3 separate regions of the Ovis aries genome follow, and all the other regions are linked to region 2. A link is a contact called in public Hi-C data. All regions are on one chromosome and are shown on one strand. The core of a region is the stretch at or near the end of the contact, and the rest is flanking DNA. Distances in the headings are between cores, read along the strand shown.

The links. A called contact is a pair of places that touch in the nucleus more often than the background predicts.
Region 1: a Hi-C map of tail adipose tissue shows a contact between it and region 2, with 8 times the contacts expected there. The contact joins the promoter of BTG1 here to the enhancer-like site in region 2. A contact is called at or near these places in 4 of 16 Hi-C or Micro-C datasets (blood, hypothalamus, skin fibroblasts and 1 more).
Region 3: a Hi-C map of tail adipose tissue shows a contact between it and region 2, with 2.8 times the contacts expected there. The contact joins two enhancer-like sites. A contact is called at or near these places in 2 of 16 Hi-C or Micro-C datasets (skin fibroblasts and tail adipose tissue).

What each region holds. Positions count from the first base shown.
Region 1 is chr3:128,537,394-128,540,236 of ARS-UI_Ramb_v3.0, forward strand. It overlaps BTG1 (BTG anti-proliferation factor 1), which reads right to left and starts at 1,275. Exons shown (of 2, transcript NM_001142887.1): 1 at 1,126-1,275; 2 at 1-177. The coding sequence starts at 1,273. It overlaps LOC121819091 (a long non-coding RNA gene), which reads left to right and starts at 1,946. Exons shown (of 2, transcript XR_009600216.1): 1 at 1,946-2,328.
Region 2 is chr3:127,767,250-127,770,335 of ARS-UI_Ramb_v3.0, forward strand. No RefSeq gene overlaps it. Among named protein-coding and RNA genes, the nearest start is that of TRNAW-CCA, 7.4 kb to the right of the region's middle. Within about 2 kb of position 1,407, at least 37 of the 54 cell types and tissues checked have an H3K27ac peak or open chromatin away from gene starts, as enhancers often do. A contact at or near this core is called in hypothalamus and tail adipose tissue, where this site is marked.
Region 3 is chr3:128,685,319-128,688,116 of ARS-UI_Ramb_v3.0, forward strand. No RefSeq gene overlaps it. Among named protein-coding and RNA genes, the nearest start is that of BTG1, 150 kb to the left of the region's middle. Within about 2 kb of position 1,548, at least 6 of the 54 cell types and tissues checked have an H3K27ac peak or open chromatin away from gene starts, as enhancers often do. A contact at or near this core is called in tail adipose tissue, where this site is marked.

The DNA of each region.
Region 1 (2,843 bases), core at 25-2,524, 770 kb after region 2:
ACGGGTCAACCCAGAGCGTGAGTTCACTTGGGAGAAGCCTGAACAGCTCCTGACTGCTCAGTCCAATCCGCTGCGCTGCCTGTCCAATCAGAGGATCCATTTTATGGTTGATGCGAATACAACGGTAACCTGATCCCTTGCAGGGCTTCTCTGGGAACCAGTGATGTTTATAATGTTCTACACAAGAAAGGAAGAGAGAAAACAATGCTTAGACCCCGTTACTGCCGGCTCCCGCCTTAGTCTCCTTCTTCTGTTGGCTCCTTTAAGTGAAAATGCCGAATATCAACTTTTTTTTAAAAAGCCCCGCAACGCATTCGCGGATGTGCGCGGATGGAAAACGAGCAGGGCAGGGTTTTAGAAACAACAGTTGCACGGGACAAAACAATCTCCGGGAACCAACCGGCTGAGCCGCCAAAACGGGAATCAGGCGCGCAGCCTGCGCCAGCCGGACGGCACCGGCGGCCAGGCGGGAACCTGTTTACTTTCTCCACCCCACCCTGGCCGCACACAATAGGGTTTATGACTTTGGAGGAGAAGCGCCACCGGAGTGTTAACCCCGAAGGGAAGGAAAACAAGCCACCCTAAACCACGCTCTGGGCAGGGCTGTAATTGTGCCGCTGACAAATCCGATGATTAATGGGCAGGGTTAGGAGGCGTGGGGGGACCGCACGTCTGTCCCGAGTGAGCTTCGGGGCAGCCGCGCCGTTTTACCCCCGGGCCCGACCGCCGAGCCCGCAACCGTTGGACCGGAGTGGGGGGAGGGAGCGTCGAACCCACCCCAGCCCGCGGGTCCTTTGTCCCCCCAAATCCGCGGAACGTCCGAAGACCGCAGCTCCCGCCTCGGTCGGCTTTAGTTTCTTTGTTGTGCGTCAGTTTTCTTCTCCCCTCCGTTGGCCAACCGCGGGGGGACAGGGAGCGCCCTCGACCCAAGCCCCAAACCCTCCCCGGGACCCGCCGTTAGCGGCCGCCGGCGCGCCAGCCACCATCCCGCGGTCGGACTCGAGCGCGGTCGCCCGGGGCGCTGCGGACACTCCCGCGGCCCCGACGGCCCGGCCCCTACAAGTGCGGCCGCGTCGCCCCCCGCCCCCGGCGTCCCTCGCCCTCCTGCCACCACGGCCCGCTCACCTGCCAGCAGCTCCTGCAGGCTCTGACTGAAGGTCTGCAGTTGTCGCTCGCTCGTGAGCCCCTTGGTGCGGAGGAACTTAGAGATGAAGGACACGGCGGCGGCGATCTCGCCTATCATGGTGGCGGCCCGACTGTAGAAGGGATGCATGGGGGCGGCGGGCGGGGGCGGCCCGGGGCGGCCGGGGCTCGGCGGCGCGGCCCCGACGGAGGAGCGGCCACCCCGGGCTCCCTCACAAGTCAGAGGGCTGAGAGGGAGAGAGGGCGTGAGCGGCGTAAGGCTACTTTTTTTTCTCCTTTCTTTATAGTAAAAAAAGTTATTTTCGACACAGGAGGCGGCAGGAAAGAGGAAGAGACGAGCGACGGCGGCCTGGTCACATCGCTCGGACCTCCCCAGCCGCCTCCGCCTCCAGCTCCGCAGCCTCCGAAGCTCCCAACAGTTGCATTTCCAGCTCCGACGGGCTAAGAGATAAAGGGGTGGTGCAGCACTTTTTATAGAGCCACGGAAAGGAAGTGGCGTAGCTGGAGCGTGACGGCCCAGTCCAGCCAATCCAGAGATCGCACCATTGTGACGCAAGCAGATTCGGAGTCGGAGGGGGCGGGAAAAAGGGGCCAAGGGGCGGGTCCATAGACTAGGAAGAGAGGGAGGAGCTGACGTAATCCGCTTGTAAACAAATAAACCCTGGAGTGGCAGCGGGAGAACGGGGAGCAAGTGGCGGGGGAAGGAGGAAACTAGGGGTGCGCGTGTGAAAGCCCCGCCTCCCCAGCCCTAGCTCCTCCTTCCCGCTCCAGCAACTCCAGGCACCGCGCCAGCGCATCCTCTGCAAGAGTACTCTGCCCGGGCTAGCCTGCAAGGAGGCTTAATGCTGTGCAGATAAAAGCGGCCCGGCTTAGGCTGTGTACGCCCGCGCCAGCGGCACGAATACGTCTGCATGGCAGTGGCCCGCTGACTGTACTCGGTGTTTACATCCTGTCCCCGACGCCGAGTCTACGTGGCTGGCTCCACGGGCAGGATGAGCAGCGGGGTGTGGGTACCAGTGCTGAGGATACGGGGAGTGTGGAGAAGAGTGGAGCGAACCGGCTCTCGAGGGTTAGTCAGCCTGTTAGGGTTGCTGTTCAGTGGCGTCAAGAGTCAAAAGGAGAGAAGAATGGAGTCCTTACTGAACCCATCTTAAAACTGATAAGAAAGCCTGTAATTGCAGATAAGTATGTTAACCGTAACGTTTAATCTATAAACAGAAAAAAACTATATAATGCGTTTTACACCGTTTACGCACAAAACCGAAGGTTGTTTCTTTTTCTAAACTAAGTAACTGTCTCAGCCTTCGCCTTTTGCTGTTCTTTATAAAACAAGAAAATAAAGATAAAATGTGAAGGCTGTGAAAGTACTAGGGCAGACATTTAAGGTTACTTGAAGTCCTACTTGCCAGGCTGGGGGTAGGGGTGGGGGGCCGGAGGGGACGCGGGAATACGAAGGCAGGAGCCTGCTAAAAACGATTAGGCCTGCGAAAGGGTTAACCCGAACTCCATTAAAGAGGAGGGGGGGAAAAAAAGATGGTGAGCTGGGCAGATGGAGAAAGCAAACAAGAGGCAGAAGTTGAACTCTACCAGATGGAAATAAATATCCTGAACTTAGCTGGTCATCAATATTGCAAAACACTGCTGAGCCAAAGGGTATAGAAATGAAGGGAAAAGTACAATTCACCATAAAGCAGTAGGAG
Region 2 (3,086 bases), core at 157-2,656:
AAAAAGAAGATAACCCTTCCCAAAGTGCCTTAGTTGAGTTTCATCTTCATAAACCCAGGAGACATATCCCCTCAATACCATATTCTGTACCCCTTAAAGTAAGGAAAGTTTACTTTTGAAACTTCCTTGTGTTCCATTCATTATGGTAGATTTTTTTTTTTTTTGCATCTCTTGGCCTATACCTGCTGTGTACTTGGCCATCCTTGCTCATAGAAGACCATCACAAACCACTTATGCAATCCCAGGGTTGGATCTTAAATCTTTGCTCCTTCTTGAAGTCTTCCAGTTTTCCAGATAAATATACTCATATTACAGATTCCCTGTTATCATACGTCTTAATGGCATTCTGATTTCTAGCAACCAGAAGTAAAAGGGGATTTTCTTAAAACAAGCAAGCAACAGCAAATGAGTTCACAGTCCAAGCCTGAGTAATAAATATTGGGAAATCTAAAACCTCAGCATATTTTTAAGAATTAGACATAGATTTGCTCTCCCTCTCCCCTCAGGAAGTCTCCTTTCCTGTTAATAAAATTACTTTATGCTATGAAATTTTGGTTCAGTCTAGCTCTGCTTCCTTCTTGCCTAGTTAGATAGATGGCTGATGGAAAACCGGTTTCAGACCTGAATTTTCTCATTTGACAATTTTCATTTCCTGATAATATTACATAATTAACAACTTATGTGGGCTTCCCTGATAGGTCAGTTGGTAAAGAATCTGCCTGCAATGCAGGAGACCCCAGTTCAATTTCTGGGTCGGGAAGATCTGCGTTCTAATGCTTCATCACTTCAAGTGCATTTGGGAAAAAAATACTCTTGTGCCTACTGAATAATGGCTCAAATGAAAGAACACGATCAAAAGAACGCTTAATTGCCACGCATAAAACACACTGAATATTTATGATTTTAATTGCTACACACCATGTGCATACTCGTTCGGACAATTATATACATCTCTAAAGGTCAAAGGAAAAGGATGACTTTATGCCTTTTTAAACTCATGATGAGCAAGCCCTTTAAATTTTCTATTAACTCGAAATGATAATTTATAGAAATTCTTCAAAGGAAAAAAAAGCGTTAGTGTTCTGTGTATGATAACTGGCATTTTTGTGTATTTGTGAAATAGATGCTTTTGGATTAAAAAAAAAAAAGGAATAGTGACTATTTCTTTGACTTCCTGCCTCTTTACTAAAAGGATAATTTGGAACTAGAAAATGCAGTTCTATTCCTAAATTTATTGTTTACCAAAACACATGCTAATGTAACAGCGTATGAGTAATTAAAGGAAAAATGCCAAACACGTTGCGACAGGCAAAATGTACTTAGCTGTTAGCTTTAACTATGCTACTTTCATTCTGCAGCCTACCCTCTCCGAGACCAAGTATTTTTGAGAGTGAGGCTAAAAATAGCCAGTCAAGCCTAACAACTAGCTTCTGATTGGCTCGGTGAAAAGGCCACTCAGCCAATGAGAGCTTCTGGGAACAAAAGCAATTCTTTTGTGTGTGAGATGCTCAACCCACGTCAAAACAGCTTCAGGCTGCAGAAATGATTTTGGTTGAGATTTAACAAGGTAATAATGCATTGCAGCTCTCTGAAAGGTTTGAAGCAGAACAAAGAGGGTAGTGAAATCTACAAAACAAATGGAGCGCTCAGGCTTTCAGGAGATGAATCATCCCGGAGCAAGAGCTACACACATTTGCAAACCCAGAACAGCAAGAGTACTAGGATTCTTTTTTTTTTTTTTCCCCCTTTCTTTTTTTCTGATATTTTACATTATTTTCCAAGCTTTTTTTCTGCCCAAGGAAAAAGCGAATCAAAGGCGTTGTGTTCTGACTATGCACAAACGTGTCATTACGCTGATTTTCTGATAAATAGAAAGTAATTCATTCATGATACCTTTAGATCGCACAAAGAGAAGATAAAAATTTATATGCCATGGACAGTAGGTAGTAAAGCTCTCGAAACTTTGGACTTCGGTTTCTAGGCAGCAAAAATACCTCTTGTTCACAAAATAAAGGCAGTTCTGGATTAATACTGTGATAGCTCTTGGGATAAACACAATAAAGCAAGACTCGATTTGAGGCAGAAGCTCTGATCTTTGCGAGGTTTTGGCCACTGGCAAGGCATTTCGCCTCTAGGGGTCGCTGTTGCACAGCTGACGAACCTCTTTCGTGTCTCCTCTGTTTAATCTTAAATGAAAGGAAAAAATAGGCTTCGTAAGTGCCTTTCAGGTCGGACAAAAGGGAGTGGGGAGTTAGTGTTTGAAACCCTTAAGGATGGTTTATGGTCATCAGCATGGGACATGTATCCTGTAGCAATACAGATTACTTCACATGGAACTGAAATGTACAGGACAAAGTGTTGCTACAGTAACCACTGGAAATGTTACATAACATATAGGAACCCATAAGCCATTTCAAGGTTCTAAACTGGCTTTATTGAGCAGATAATTCAAAGATAGCGTGATGCTCCATAGGCTCCAAGCTGTAGGAAATACACAAGGATGCACGCTTTAACTTCTTGAATAGAAAACCTGTACAGTTTACTAAGCCCAGAACATTGTTGACAAGGAAACACAGATTGCAAACACATTATTTGTGCATTTGTTCTCTTTCCAAGAAACCACAGGTGCAATGCATTTTTGTCTTCAGTATAGCTTTTCTGATAAATGATTACTGAATGAAGCCTTAACCTTTATTCTTGGTGTGACACAAAAGACCTAAATAAATCAAACATCACAGTAAAATGGAATTACACTTTTATTATGTGATTAGGTGTAATCAGAGAGCAATATTTCTTTAAAAGTTACCTGTTTAAAGAAATGCATAGTTTTAAAATATTGCATTTGCTAATTGTTGGTTCCAACTGCGTTTAGGAGCCTAAATAAATCTTTTGCCATAAAACCTGGATGGGAGAAAGGAGGTTTACAGAGAGGCATATCTTCTTCTCCTAACAAATAAAGCAAAAACTAGAGAGGTAATATACCATTTTTGCAGTCACTTTAAAATAGTTTCCTATGGGTGAAGATCAACCTAGAAATTACGTTCCTGAACAACGAAATCCCCAGAGAGCTGTGTATATGTAGGTTT
Region 3 (2,798 bases), core at 298-2,797, 920 kb after region 2:
ATCAAAATTCCTTCTTTATTGCAAGATTATTAGATGCCAGAGACTGTTCTAAGATCTAGAGATGCAACCGTGAAAAAACAGACATTTTCAACAGTGATAGATGTTAAATTCTAGTGGAAGCAAATGAACAATGAACAAGTAGCAAACAACAGCATTCACGCCAGGTGGAACCAGGATAAAGAAAAATAAGGGCGGGTAGGTGAGTGAGTACGTTAATTTATTTTTTTAATATTTATTTATTTGGCTGTGCTGGGTCTTAGTTGCAGTATGTGGGATCTTTAGCTGTGGCATGTGAGATCCAGTTCCCTGACCACGGATTGAACCTGGGCCCGCTGCACTGGGAGTGTGGAGTCTTAGCCACTGGACCACCCGGTAAGTCCTGAGGATGTTATTTTAAATAGTGGTTGAGGAAGGCCACTCGGATGAAGTAACATGAGAGCAGAGATGAAAATAAAGCATGAATTCAGTTAATGTGGATATAGAAGGGGGGTGGGGTAGTGGTAGGAAAAGCATTTCAGGCAGAGGGAATAGCAAGTACAGGACTCAAGGCAGAGCCTTCTTGGTGTCTTAGAGGAAGTGATAGGAGGCCAGTGTGATTGGAGTGAGGTGAATGAGGGGGGGATGAGCTCAGAGAGGCGGCGATGGGCAAAATTTTGTAGGGCCTCGTGGGGCCATGGAAAGGATTATAATTTTCATTTAGAATAAGGCTAGAATCCACTGAAGGGTAGAGACCGGAAGACTGCAATAATCTGCCTTGTATTTTAACAAGATCTCTCCCATAGCCACGTGTAGGATAGAGTACAGGGAGGCCAGAATAAAAGCAGAAAGACCTGATAAGAGCATTTTACAATAATCCAGGTGACATAAGTTTCCCAGGGTGACAAGAGGGGACGTGTTAAGAGTTTTTAGGTTTTGCATATATTTTAAGCTGCAAGGTAAAATGTGAAGGAAATAGTCAGGGATGATGCCAAGAACTTTTGACCTGAGGAACTGGAAGGATGAAGTTTCCATTTATCGAGATGGCAAAGACGATAGAAGGAACAGATTGGGTGGGAATAATCAAGATTTTAAAAAAATTATGTTATGTGCAAGATACCTGCTAAACCCGTAAGTGGAAATTTCAGGTAGCCTGTTATAGGACATAACTGCTTTGGAATTCAATGGGAACATCATGGTAGGGGTGGGTATTGGGGAGTTATCTGAAGTAGATGATATTTAAAGCCCTGAAATGAGGTAGGAAAGCTTAGAGAAAAGGGAGAAGAGAACAGTTCAAGGACGGAGTTCTGAAGTACACCATGTTCAAAGTTTGGGAAGATGAAGAAGAGTCAGCACAGAGGACTTAAAAGCAGTGACCGTGAGACAGGAAGTGAAGCAAGAGTGGCCTCCCAGGAGCCAAGTGAAGAAAGCCTTCCAATAAGGAGGAAATGAGCAACTGTGTGAAATATCACTGACATATTGAGCAAGATGAAGACTAAGACACGACCCAGATTCAGCAATGTGGGAGTCACTGTTGTCCTGGATGAGAACAGTGTGAGGCCTGGTAAGTATGAAAGCTTGTGAGGAGCGAGTCAACAGAGAATGGGAGAGGCCCAAATGGTACCTTCCTTATCCTGGGACCCCATAACACTGCATTCTCTCATAACATTTTTTCACAGTTACAATTATTAGCTTATATTTCTATCTCTGCAACTACTCAGTGAGCAATCTGAATGCTGAGCCATGTTCATCATCCTCTACACAACCCAGCAAGAGGTACTCATTAACTATTTGTCAAAAGAATGTGAAACTGTAATCTAAGAAAGCTTTCATATAGATGAATATGAGACCCATTTAGACTGGGCTTTCCTGGTTGCTGAGTGGGTAAAGAATCCACGTGCAATGCAGGAGATTCAGGAGATGTGGGTTCGATCCCTAGGTCGGGAAGATCCCCTATAGGAGGGCACAGCAACCCACTCCAGTATTCTTGCCTGGAGAATCCCATGGAGAGGAGCCTAGTGGGCTACAGTCCATGGGGTCACAAAGAGTTGGACATGACTGAAGTGACTGATCATGCAAGCATGCCATTTAGACCAGAAAAAGTAACACTAATAAATGGGATTTTAAAAGGAAAGGTGATGGATGCTGTATATTATACATGGTGTTGTGACACTGTAGATATTTGGGTTTATTCCCTGAATATTTTTTACTATTTTTGTGTTTACATTATACATAAATTATTCTCCATAGTGTATGGTGAGATCCCTCAACTAATTCAATTTTGTTAAAGAGTAGAGTGAAGATCTATAGAAATTAGGAGCTTTATCCTCTTCCTGTAAAGTTTATGTACTTGTAAGAGTAAGTAAAATGTCTCTTACCTCCTTTCAAATTTTCAAAGTTACCAACTCACCATTGTTGTAGGAAGTCTCCAAAAATGCCTAGTTCCTTATTTTCTCTCTTTAAGATTACATTAAAAAAAAATAAGAATCACTAAAGTGAGTTACTTTGGGGTCTGAATAACACTGAGTTTGTTATTTCTCTTTTTGTTGGAATAATTATCTGAACATTGAGTTCTTAGAGCCATAACAACTATTAAGGTCCAGAAGCACAAATTATTACATGATGATTCAAGTGACTTTCTGATTATACTGCTTAATAAAATTAACACTGGAATCTGAAACACTGTGTCCAGAAGTCAAATGGTGACTTTCCAAGGGCCCATTAAAAAAAAATAGATTCATTTTAGAGCATAAAATTTTGCAATCTTTATATTTCCAAGTGAGAGCTAGTTAGTACAGTTAGTTACTACAAATTAGTGATTC